Regions from separate parts of the Macaca mulatta genome. Here region 2 is linked to region 1. Evidence: chromatin contacts called from public Hi-C data. All regions are on one chromosome and are shown on one strand. Each heading gives the region's core, a stretch centred on a gene start, on an enhancer-like site or on the middle of the called end of the contact. The rest is flanking DNA. Distances are from core to core; before and after follow the strand shown. Region 1 holds the start of ARID3B (AT-rich interaction domain 3B). Region 2 holds the start of LOC106999240.

Region 1 (5,165 bases), core at 1,379-3,878:
TGAACGCTAAACATATGCTCCTAAACCTGAGTTTTAAGATGAGTGAGTGGTGGGGGTTTCGTGGGTGGGTAGGAAAAGGTGTGAAGAAGAGAAACAGGATCTAAGAGGGGAAATAGGGAATGAATCTCAGTAGTAGTAGCAGACTGTTGAGGGCTTTAAAAGAAGTACATCCAGCCAATATCTAGTCTGTTAACATGTGTTCTGATCTCTCTTCCTCTACATTATCAAACATTAATCTGTTACTGAATTAATGTCACTGAACATTAATTACTGAAAAGGTAACTGGGTTTGCTCTGTAGCAAAAGCTGTAATTATGCAAACAATAATAATAAAGGAAAAGAAGGGCCTACCTGCAAAAGAGAGAGTATGTTCCCAAGCCCACAGGAGAAAGATATCACCTCTGAGCTAGACACAGAACTATCAGGCAGACAGTTTTACTCTCATAGAAAAAGCAAGACCAAGCAAGCTGCTCTTGGGTTTAAACTTTTCAAATTTCCCTGATCAAATTGCCAGCCTGCTTGTTGAGTGGACTGAGCCATACTAACTGGATATTATAGCCTCAAAAAGAATCCAATTTCAACAACATGAAAGAAACACGCAAGGAGGCAAGAGTCTCAAATTGCGATCGTCACTCAAAAGCAAACGGGGGAATTCCTCTGGAGATTTTAAAGTTAATTAATTTGAAACAGATATCAACATTGTCTGAACAAGTTAATGCTGCTTCTTTTTTATAAACAGCCAAGTAAAACTCTTTACATCCCCTTTCTTTCTGATTCATTTCTACTATAATATTCTCTGACGAATACAAAAAGAAAAGGCTTTCGGGCCAAAAGCATTCTGGGGGCAGGTTTATCTGCATTCTTACCAATCAGTCTCCAAACACACATCACTTTCACACCCTGTTCTCCTTTAATTCCCCCACCTCTCCCCTGCAGGCCCTCACCCCCAACAAACTTCACTTGAGTTATGTTTCTTCAGCAAGTCTCCATAACTGAATGGATTACTATGCAAGGGCAAATTTTAGGTGAACAGGACTTGCAACATGGCGTACAATTTTGTCATCACATGAAAGAAGCTGCAGTGCACATGTTGGGACTTGATATCTGCATTGTTCCAGTGTTTTAGGATTGGGTTGAAAGACAAAAAAAGTGTCTTTAGCATCTTCAAAAATTCACGGAGAAGTAATCACATCTTTAGCAATAAAAACTGCTTGGATTTAAGATTTTTTTCCAGGTTAGAGTAAAAAAGGGTACAATTTTTAAAGCTAGGCCAATTAGTAGAGATTAAACATTCTCATTTTCTGTTTATCTTATAGCCCTGTTTGTGCCTTTTGTGTTCTGTGAAAGATTCGCATTCCAATTTGCCTCTTACTGCCTTTACTTCCTCTCTTGGCACTTTAGAAAGTGTGAGTTACGCTTGCAGCCATACTTTCATTCTGCTTTAGCTCTTCTTACAGTGTAAAAAAGCATGACAAGATTTACATCCACATTAAATTCAGTTGGCAAAAGTGTTCATTTAAAATGAAAACAATTTGGGTCAAAGAAAATTACAGAATAAAGCAAATAATTCGGTGTTCATTTTAAATGTCCTCACAGTCATTACAGTCAATCAATCACGATTGGAATAATTTATCAACCAAGTCCTGCCAGTCACTGAACAACTGCTTCTTGTCTTGTGGCACCATCTTCTCTGAATGCTGTCCCCAGCAGAGGGGGAGGTGTCCCTCCCACAGCCTCTTATAGTAAGACTGAGATGACTCAGTTCTACAACTCAATACACACACCCTCCCCCAAAGAGCCCATCTTCCCGCAGTCCCTAAGCAGCCAGCGATCCAAACAATGCCACCTGCCTACATTTGGAGAACTTATGTCTCAAATCTAAACCTCTTCATCCCTTCACATGGGCCCCTCCCCCATTTCCCCTAAAGTTCCCGGACCACCAAGCCGGGTGCAACGGACTGCCTGCAGCTTTGAACCCGGCCTGCCGACCATTCCCCTACCTTTCCTGCCGGATTCGTTTGGCCCCGGGCCCCTGTAAGCCCCACAGCCCACCTCCCCGGTCACCCCTGCACGCCTCCCCCCATTCTTTATTCACCTTCCCCCATTTAGCCCTATCACTTTTACCTCTACCAACCCTCCCAGTCAATCCGCTGGCTCTTCTCCGATGGCCCCCGCCCCACCTATCTGCGCCCACTCAGCTCCAGGGCCCCTCACCCTTCTTATCGCTTTATCTCAAATGCCCTAATGGGCACAGGGCGCTCGGGGCTCCCGCAGCGCTCTCACTTTCCTTCACGGTCCCCGCGCCCCCGGCCCGCGCCTTCCCCTCTCTCTCCACACCTGCCTCGGCTCCTGGCCTCGGCCCCTCCACCTGCCGCAGCCTCCCCTCCCGCCGTGCCTGACGGAGCCGGGACCCGCACCGCTTACCTGTGCGGGGCGCTCCGGGTTTTCGGGCGGCGGAGGAGGAGGCGGCCGCTCAGGCCCCGGCACAGCAGCTGCGTCTCGGACTCCTCCGCAGCCGGGGGCCACAGCCGGGGCGGGGCCCGCACCGGAAGCGGCGCCGCGGGGCCGGACCGCCGGCCAGGGGCGGGGGGCGGACGGCCGGCCAGGGGCGGACCGCGGGCCGGGCGCGGGGGCGGGGGCGGGGCGGGGCCACAGGGGGCGGGGCGGGCCCGAAGCCGGAAGCCGCTAAAAAGGGACCGGGTTGGGGGGCGGGGGTGGGACGAGGCGGAAGTGGGTCCCACGGACTGCGCCGCCCGACTGAGTCGTGGGAGGAAGCGAATGGAAGCGGGCGGAAGCTTCGGCCAATGGCAAGTGCGGACACAGAGGGGTTCCGGTGTGAGCACTTACGCGGGGAGTTGAAAAGAGCCGGGCTGGAGATAGTGTTATGCGAGCGTTTTCTGTTGCGGAGGTTGGTGTGGCTCGGGCGGTTGGCTGGGAGGAAAGTAACTAAAGAGCAGAGGAGTGTAGGGTTCGGTCCACTACTCAATCTCCTGCCTTCAAGCCCGTCTTCCTCAGGGGTTCCCATGTTTAGATCAGCTTGTCTCTAAACTTCTCCGCTCCTTCCTGGGACAGAGACCTGGCTGTCCTGAGAATGTTGCGTCCCTTGAAAGCTTCTCACGTGAATTAGTATTCTCAGGTCTCAGTTTCCAGAGGTCGGGATTATGTGCTAGGTGCTGTCACCTCTTGTAAAAACACTTGCTTCTCCAACCCTTCCTCTTAGACTCTGTCACCTATTTCACCCCGTTTGGAGATAATCTGCCGATCTGTGTATCCAGCTCCTTGTCTATCTCGCATCTGACCATCTTCTTTGATAATTTCAGAGCCTATGTGGCCAACCCGTTCAATATCGGGCCTCGTCTTTAGCGACCCTTATATCTGCCTCCCAATACCAGTCAAAACCTGGACCTTGCCCCTCGAAACGCTATACTCAGTAATTTGAACAACCCTTTTTTCAACCACAGCCTGCTATTCTCTCAGCTTGACTACTTTTGAACTATAGGCCTGATACAGTAGCTCACGCCTGTAATTTCAGCACTTTGGAAGGCTGAGGCAGGCGGATCTCTTGGGCTCAGCAGTTGGAGAGCAGCCTGGGCAACAAGGCGAAACCCCATCTCTACAAAAAATATAAAAATTAATGAGGCGTTTTGGCGCATGCCTGTGGTCCCATCTACTCGGGAGGCCGAGATGGGAAATCACCTGAGCCCAGGAGAGGCGGAGGTTGCAGTGAGCCATGATTGTGCTACTGCACTCCAGCCTGGGTGACAGAGATACTGTTCCCCCCCACCCCCAAAAAAATAGAATTACAGCATAACTGTATAAATGTTATTTCACTTTTTTTTTTTTTTTTTTTTTGAGGCGGAGTCTTCACTCTGTCGCCCAGGCTGGAGTGCAGTGGCGCGATCTCGGCTCACTGCAAGCTCCGCCTCCCGGGTTCGCGCCATTCTCCTGCCTCAGCCTCCCGAGTAGCTGGGACTACAGGTGGCCGCCACCGCGCCCGGCTAATTTTTTGTATTTTAGTAGAGACGGGGTTTCGCCGTGTTAGCCAGGATGGTCTCGATCTCCTGACCTCGTGATCCGCCCGCCTCGGCCTCCCAAAGTGCAGGGATTACAGGCGTGAGCCACCGCGCCCGGCCTTTTTTTTTTTTTTTTTTAAAGAAAGAGTCTTGCTCTGTCGCCCAGGCTGGAGTGCAGTGGCACAACCTCAGCTCACTGCAACCTCCGCCTCCCGGGTTCAAGCAGTTGTCCTGCCTCAGCCTCTCGAGTAGCTAGGATTACAGGTGTGCGCCACCAAGCCAGCTAATTTTTGCATTTTTAGTAGAGCCAGGTTTTGCCATGTTGGCCAGGCTGGTCTCGAACTCCTGAACTCAGGTGATCAGCCTGCTTCGGCCTCCCATAGTGCTGGGATTACAGGTGTAAGCCACTGTACCCGGCCTCATCTTTCACTTTATCAGAGCAGAGCATCTAATCGGTTGAAAGCCTCTACGTTATGTCTTATCCATTAATCCCCTCTTCACTTCCCTCCTTATCCATTTTAGATTCAGTGGTACATTATTACAGCTCTGCCCTTACTTAATCCCACCACAACACTCCCTTTTCCCTAACGAAATCCCTCACCCTGGATGGACCTATGTGTTTCTCCTTGCTTGTACCTTGTCATAGAAATTTGTCCTGTTGCTGGGCGTGGTGGCTCACACCTGTAATCCCAACACTTTGGGAGGCCAAGGTGGGCGGATCACGAGGTCAGAAGTTAGAGACCAGCCTGGCCAATATGGTGAAACCCCGTCTCTACTAAAAATACTAAAATTAGCTGGGTGTGGTGGCGCATGCCTGTAATCCCAGCTACTTGGGAAGCTGAGGCAGAAGAATTTCTTGAACCTGGAAGGCAGAGGTTGCAGTGAGCCGATATCGCGCCACTGCACTCTGGTCTCGGCAACAGAGCTAGATTCCATCTCAGAAAAAAAAAAAAAAAAAAAAATTGTCCTGTTGAGGCCGGGTATGATGGCTCACGCCTGTAATCCCAGCACTTTGGGCGTCCAAGGCCGGTCGATCACCTGAGGTCAGGAGTTTGAGACCAGCCTGACCAACATGGTGAAACCCTGTCTACTAAAAATACAAAAATTAGCCGGGCATGGTGGCGAAGACCTGTAATCCCTGCTACTCCAGAGG
Region 2 (5,165 bases), core at 1,739-4,238, 85 kb before region 1:
ACATTCCATAGCCCTCCTGAGGGTCTACCCAAGGAGACGTGGACCCAGGGGGTCTGTCCAGCCCCTGCTGGCTCATCCTGGGTCTCAGCACTGGGTAGGATGCCAAGGTCCTCAGAGTATCCAACTTTCTTGCCAGAGGCCCATTTAGTACCCTTTTACACCACCACAGTGCCCTGCCAGGTGCCTTGCCTTTATCCTACAGTACCATTACTGTCCCTTCTTCTAGCTCTCCGGCTCTAGTATCCTACCCTACGCCTATCTCAGAATAGCCAGAGGGTTAGTCGTCTGGCAGGTAAAAGAGCCTTGCCTCACTATCCCTGTTCAATGAGGACTTATATCCACCACATGAAATTGCCAGGCTGGATCCGCCACCAGCGGAGAAAGCTGGCTATGTGAGGCCAGCAACCTGCTCCACCCATACATGAACCCGACTGCCTCCATGGAGCCAGTCTTCTTCCCAACACTCACACTTGGCCACAGCCAACCTCCAGTCATGGTCAGTCCTGAGCTTGCCTGGCCAAGCACATTTTGTACAAACCCACTGAGGCTGCCCCATCTCATCAGCAGGGTCCGTCAAGAGAAGATCAGCATAGAACAGCTCCCCATGCATGAGCAGGACAGTGAGGCCTATGTGACCACACCCCTGGGAGCCTCTCCGTGTCCCTAAGAAAGCCCTCCATCTCCCCACTAACATGTCTTCCCCCATTTACCTGGGAAGTCTTTGGAGATAAACATTTTGTAAAATCACCTCCCCAGAAGCTTAGATTTGTTGTTTTGGTAATCAGTTGACTAATGTTTCACTGTTTTCCTGCAATTACTCTGGGTCAGGTGCCCAAGTTATGGAATGAAAGCAGTAACTCACATCCCACTAATTGACCCAGAAGATGCTCCACTGGCCAGGGCACATATCATGCCATAAGGCAAGTATGATCCTGCCCATCCTCACTGGGCAGACAAACACCAGAACTGGAGGACATGGTCACGGTCACACCAGGTCAAAGACTCCCTCCTGGGACCTAGAAGATTCTTATGTCCATACATATTCACATCAATGGAGAGCACAATTTCAGAGTCTTATAGATGTCCATCTGATTCATGGCATGCTACTTCTAGCTGTGTGCCTTTGAACAAATTATTACACTACTCTGACCATCAGCTTCCTCTTGCATCAAGGGAATAGTAATCTCTTACAAGGTTCTATGAGGATAAAATATGTCTGTCCTGTAAGTGAAAGGCCTAGCACAGCTTTGTGCCCACAGAGGTACTAGTGGCAGCTTTTCATGAATCATTTAAAAGTTCCAGGTAACACTTCAGGGGTGTGTTAAATGCCTTACAGACATTTTATAAGTCCCTTCCAAGGAAACTGGGAGGAGAGAGCTCTGGCAGAAAACTCTAAACTAAATCCTAGTGCTGTCACATACCAGCTTCATGACCTTAGACAAGGCACTCTAGGCCTTGGTTAGCACGGCTGGAAAACGGAGATAACATTTCCCAGCCTGGCAAAAGAGCTGAGAAGTATGAGAGTTATAAGGTACCGCACACAAAGCAGTAATAAAGAGTATCCTTCCTTTAACACATTCTAGGCAAGTAAAATATTGGAAATAGCAGATATCATCCTCCCAGCCAGGGCTCTAGGGCCTATTTCTCAATTATTTCTGATTCTCTAAAACCTCAGCAAACAGCTTGTTTAAAAAGCAGCTAAAGGCCACAATTATGCTTTGGGAAGCTCTGCTCTGCACAATAAGGAAAATGGTGATGTGAAGGAAACCAAGCCAGGGATGTCAACTTTGAGTACAGGCCTTGTCGGCTTCTCATTTGCTGTTCCTGGCCAGAGAACTGGGCTGACTAGAAGTGCAGCCAGCCAGGTCAGCGGCTGCCCTCCCAGATTCCAGCCACCCCAGCACCCATGGTTATTTTTGGCTGGCACTGCCCTACCACTGCAACCTCAAACCTGCCACCTAGCAAGCCTCCACCACCAACGGGTGAAACGCTTCTTCTTTTCAAGGACATCAAGGAGGGAAGCTGGAAGGCCGCCAACTCCGCCTCTGCTGGGGGCCTGGTTCAGGCAATTTCCACCCCAGCTCCACATCAGGGCACCCACACCCGGAACTAAAGCTAGAGACTCCCAGCAGGACGGAGGAGCAGCCAGGGGATTTGTACTGTCAGCTTGGCCCAGCCCATCCCCCGGGCTGGAGCGGCTCCATCACCACAACAAAACACACAAGGGGGCCTGCGCTATAGTTCGCGTCCCTTCCTGCCGCGCCAGGTCCCAGGGGTCTCAGAGTCCCCTCTCCTGTAACCGCCACCAGTGGCGCCGAGGGGAATCCCGGGGGCAGAGGCAAAGCCGAACTGGGCCAGAATCAAACTCCAGGCCGCCAAGGGAGGAGTCGTCTGTGGACCAAGTCTGAAGCCAGGGGTAGGGGAGGTGTCTGAAGGGTCTCTGGCTATTCCACGTCGGACCCGACCCCATTCCGCGGGCAGGCACAAAGCCTAAACTGGACTCTTGAGCGGCCCCAGAGACCGTTCAGGCTCCGCCTTCAACACCGCGGAATCGAGGTCAGGGTCCGCAGTGACCGCCCTCCGGGGCAGAAGCAGCGGGTCAGGGGTGAGAGGTCGAGGCTGCGGCCCGAGGTGGGCCGAAGAGGAGAAAGAAAGGGAGTAAGCCGAGACCGAATGGCACCAGCGCGCCTGCCCCGCCGACTCACCCCCGGCCGCCGCCACCGCTGTCGCCGCCGCGGGCCCCAGCCCACACTTACCGTCTCCCAGGCTCCGGCTGCAGCTAGGCCCCACTCCCCGCTCCGAGCGCTTCTTCCGCTTCCGGCTGCGACCTCCGCCCGTGGCGGCCCCGCCCCCTCGCGTGACGCAGGCGTCGCGAGCCCCGGCTCGACCCGGCTCGGAGGCCTGGCCGCTCTAGCCCCCGACTCGAAGGCTCCGGGACACCAGCCCTCTCCGCTCCGGTGGGCGCCGCGGCCTCGGAGACTAGTTCCGGGAGGGTCGAGGGGACGGGCCCGGCCCGGCCCGCCTCCCGCCGTGTCGCGGCGCACGTAGGTTCCCCGACCTGACAGGTGCGCGGCCCGGGCCGGCTGGGCTCTCAGAGCCGAGACGTGGGGCCCCGACCCGGCCGCGGGGCTGGGCCCGCTCCGTCGCCCCGACCCCGCGTGGTCCGCCAACTCCCTTCTGCGCGCGGAGAGGACGGGCATTGTTCTCGGGGCCCCGGAGAGCGCGAGAGCGGCCTGAGGTCTGTGCGCTGGGGCTCGGGAAGGCGGACGCGACTCCGCTTGCGCGAAACGAGCGAACGACACATTGTCTTGGTGTGTGCGGGTTTTTCGAAAGCCGTGGTGGGGCTCCCAGCTAGCCAGTGCGTGCTGGGCAGTTGCTGGGAAGACACCCTAGTGCTACTCTGGCGGGGCCTGTCGGCGGGGCCGGGGTCTGGCGGGGAGGAGATCCCCTCTCCTTGAGCCCCCTCCGGTGGAGCAGCTTCCTGCCAGCCTGCGTGGCCTCTCCGTTAAGACTCCCCCTCCAGACAAAACCCCCGCCAGCCGCATCTCCGGGCCACTGGACAGCCCCGTTTGGCAGAGGCCTCGAGCGTGAGGTCACCAAAATCCCTGACACCTACTGTCCCGCGCCAGGTCGGGCAGGATTACGAGGCCCTACTTTGCAGATGAGAAAACTGAGGTGGGGCTCTTTTGAGAGACCTCACTGTGAGCGTGCGCGTCCCTCCCGGTCTGGGAGTGGCGTCCCCGGCCTCGCGAGCGTCGTGCAGCAGAGCGACAGGGCGTGGCGCCTAATTGTCCCCACGCCACGCGAGGGCTAGAAATCCTCAGTCGGGGCGGACCATCCCTCCAGGCACCGCCCCCTCTTCGGGACCGCTCCGCGGGGGCGCCAAGGGTTTCCCCACCACCGTGGGGCTCCCCACCGGCCGGCCAGCCGCTGCCCAGCCCATACCCACTCCCCCGCGGGGCTGGGCCCGCCCCTGACGCGGGACGCTGTCGCAGGGGGGCCCCCCTTCCAAGCTGCGACTGTGCTTCAAGTCCTTCGCCAGCGGCTCTCCCTGAAACGGGGGATCTCACAGCATGATTTGTAGGGGTGTTTAGTATCCCCCAAATCTCTGCCAGCTCCACCACGGCTACCGGAAGTAAACAATAGACGCTAATTCAAAACTAGGTCCCCTTCCAAAAAATTACAAAAATTAGCCGGACTTGGTGGCGCGTGCCTGTAGTTCCAGCCCCTTGCAGCGGACTGAAGCAGGAGGATCGCTTGATCTCAGGGGGTTGAGATTGCAATGAGCTGTGATCACACCACCGCACTCCAGCCTGGGCGACAGAGCGAGACCCTGTCTCAAAAAACAATTAAAAAATCTGCCAGGCACGGTTGTTCACGCCTGTAATCCCAGTACTTTGGGAGGCTGAAGTGGATGGATCACCTGAGGTCAGGAGTTCGAGACCAGCCCGGCCAACATGGCGAAACCCCATTTCTGCTAAAAATACAAAAATTAGCTGGACGTGGTGGCACGCGCCTGTAGTCCCAGCTGCTGGGGAGGCTGAGGTGGGAGAATCACTTGAACCCGGGGGGCAGAGATTGCAGTGAGCCGAGATCAGGCCACTTCACTGCGGCCTGGGCAAAACAGCGAAACTCCATCTCAAAAAAGAAAGTCAGGAGCCGCTTCGGTGTACAGGGGGTGACCCAGATCAGCTGCTGAGGTCCTGCCCCATAAGGTCCTACCTCAAAAGCTGAAGATTTTGAAAAATCCCAGGCTGTCTGAGATGCCATTCCTGCCTGGTCCCCATGGCCTCAGCCACACTAGCCAGGTTCCATCCCAGGGTTTCATCAGCTCAGATGAGGTGGGAGGCCTCTGTGGTGTCTCCTCCTCCCACCACTTAGTGTTGCCTGAGTTTCCATGGCTCCAGGATACCAGCCCTGAGGAATGGATGTTCTCAGAGAAGCTCCTGTCCCCAGCCCTGCCCTGAGCTCCAGGCTCTGATGGGGTAAGTTAGTCACCTTCCTACCAAACTGCCTACCATTAAGAATCCAGGAGTCCCTGCCTCCCAGTCACGAAGCAACTCTCTTTTTCTGAGGTGGAAAAGAAGCTATCTCCCAGCTCTCTCCCTCTCCACACTTTGCAGCCTGGAGGCCATCCTGCCTGGCATTCTACCCTTAGAGTTTCA

The links. Hi-C and Micro-C count contacts between places; a contact is called where the count stands out from the background.
Region 2: a contact with region 1 is called in a Hi-C map of liver, with 3 times the contacts expected there. The contact joins the promoter of LOC106999240 here to the promoter of ARID3B in region 1. A contact is called at or near these places in 5 of 14 Hi-C or Micro-C datasets (blood, cortical neurons, fetal cortex germinal zone and 2 more).

The regions. Positions count from the first base shown.
Region 1 is chr7:52,465,009-52,470,173 of T2T-MMU8v2.0, reverse strand. ARID3B (AT-rich interaction domain 3B) reads right to left here and starts at 2,628. Exons shown (of 9, transcript XM_015142720.3): 1 at 2,424-2,628.
Region 2 is chr7:52,550,635-52,555,799 of T2T-MMU8v2.0, reverse strand. It overlaps LOC106999240, which reads left to right and starts at 2,988. Exons shown (of 7, transcript XR_013395771.1): 1 at 2,988-4,985; 2 at 5,124-5,165. The region is part of intron 1 of CLK3 (CDC like kinase 3); the gene reads right to left.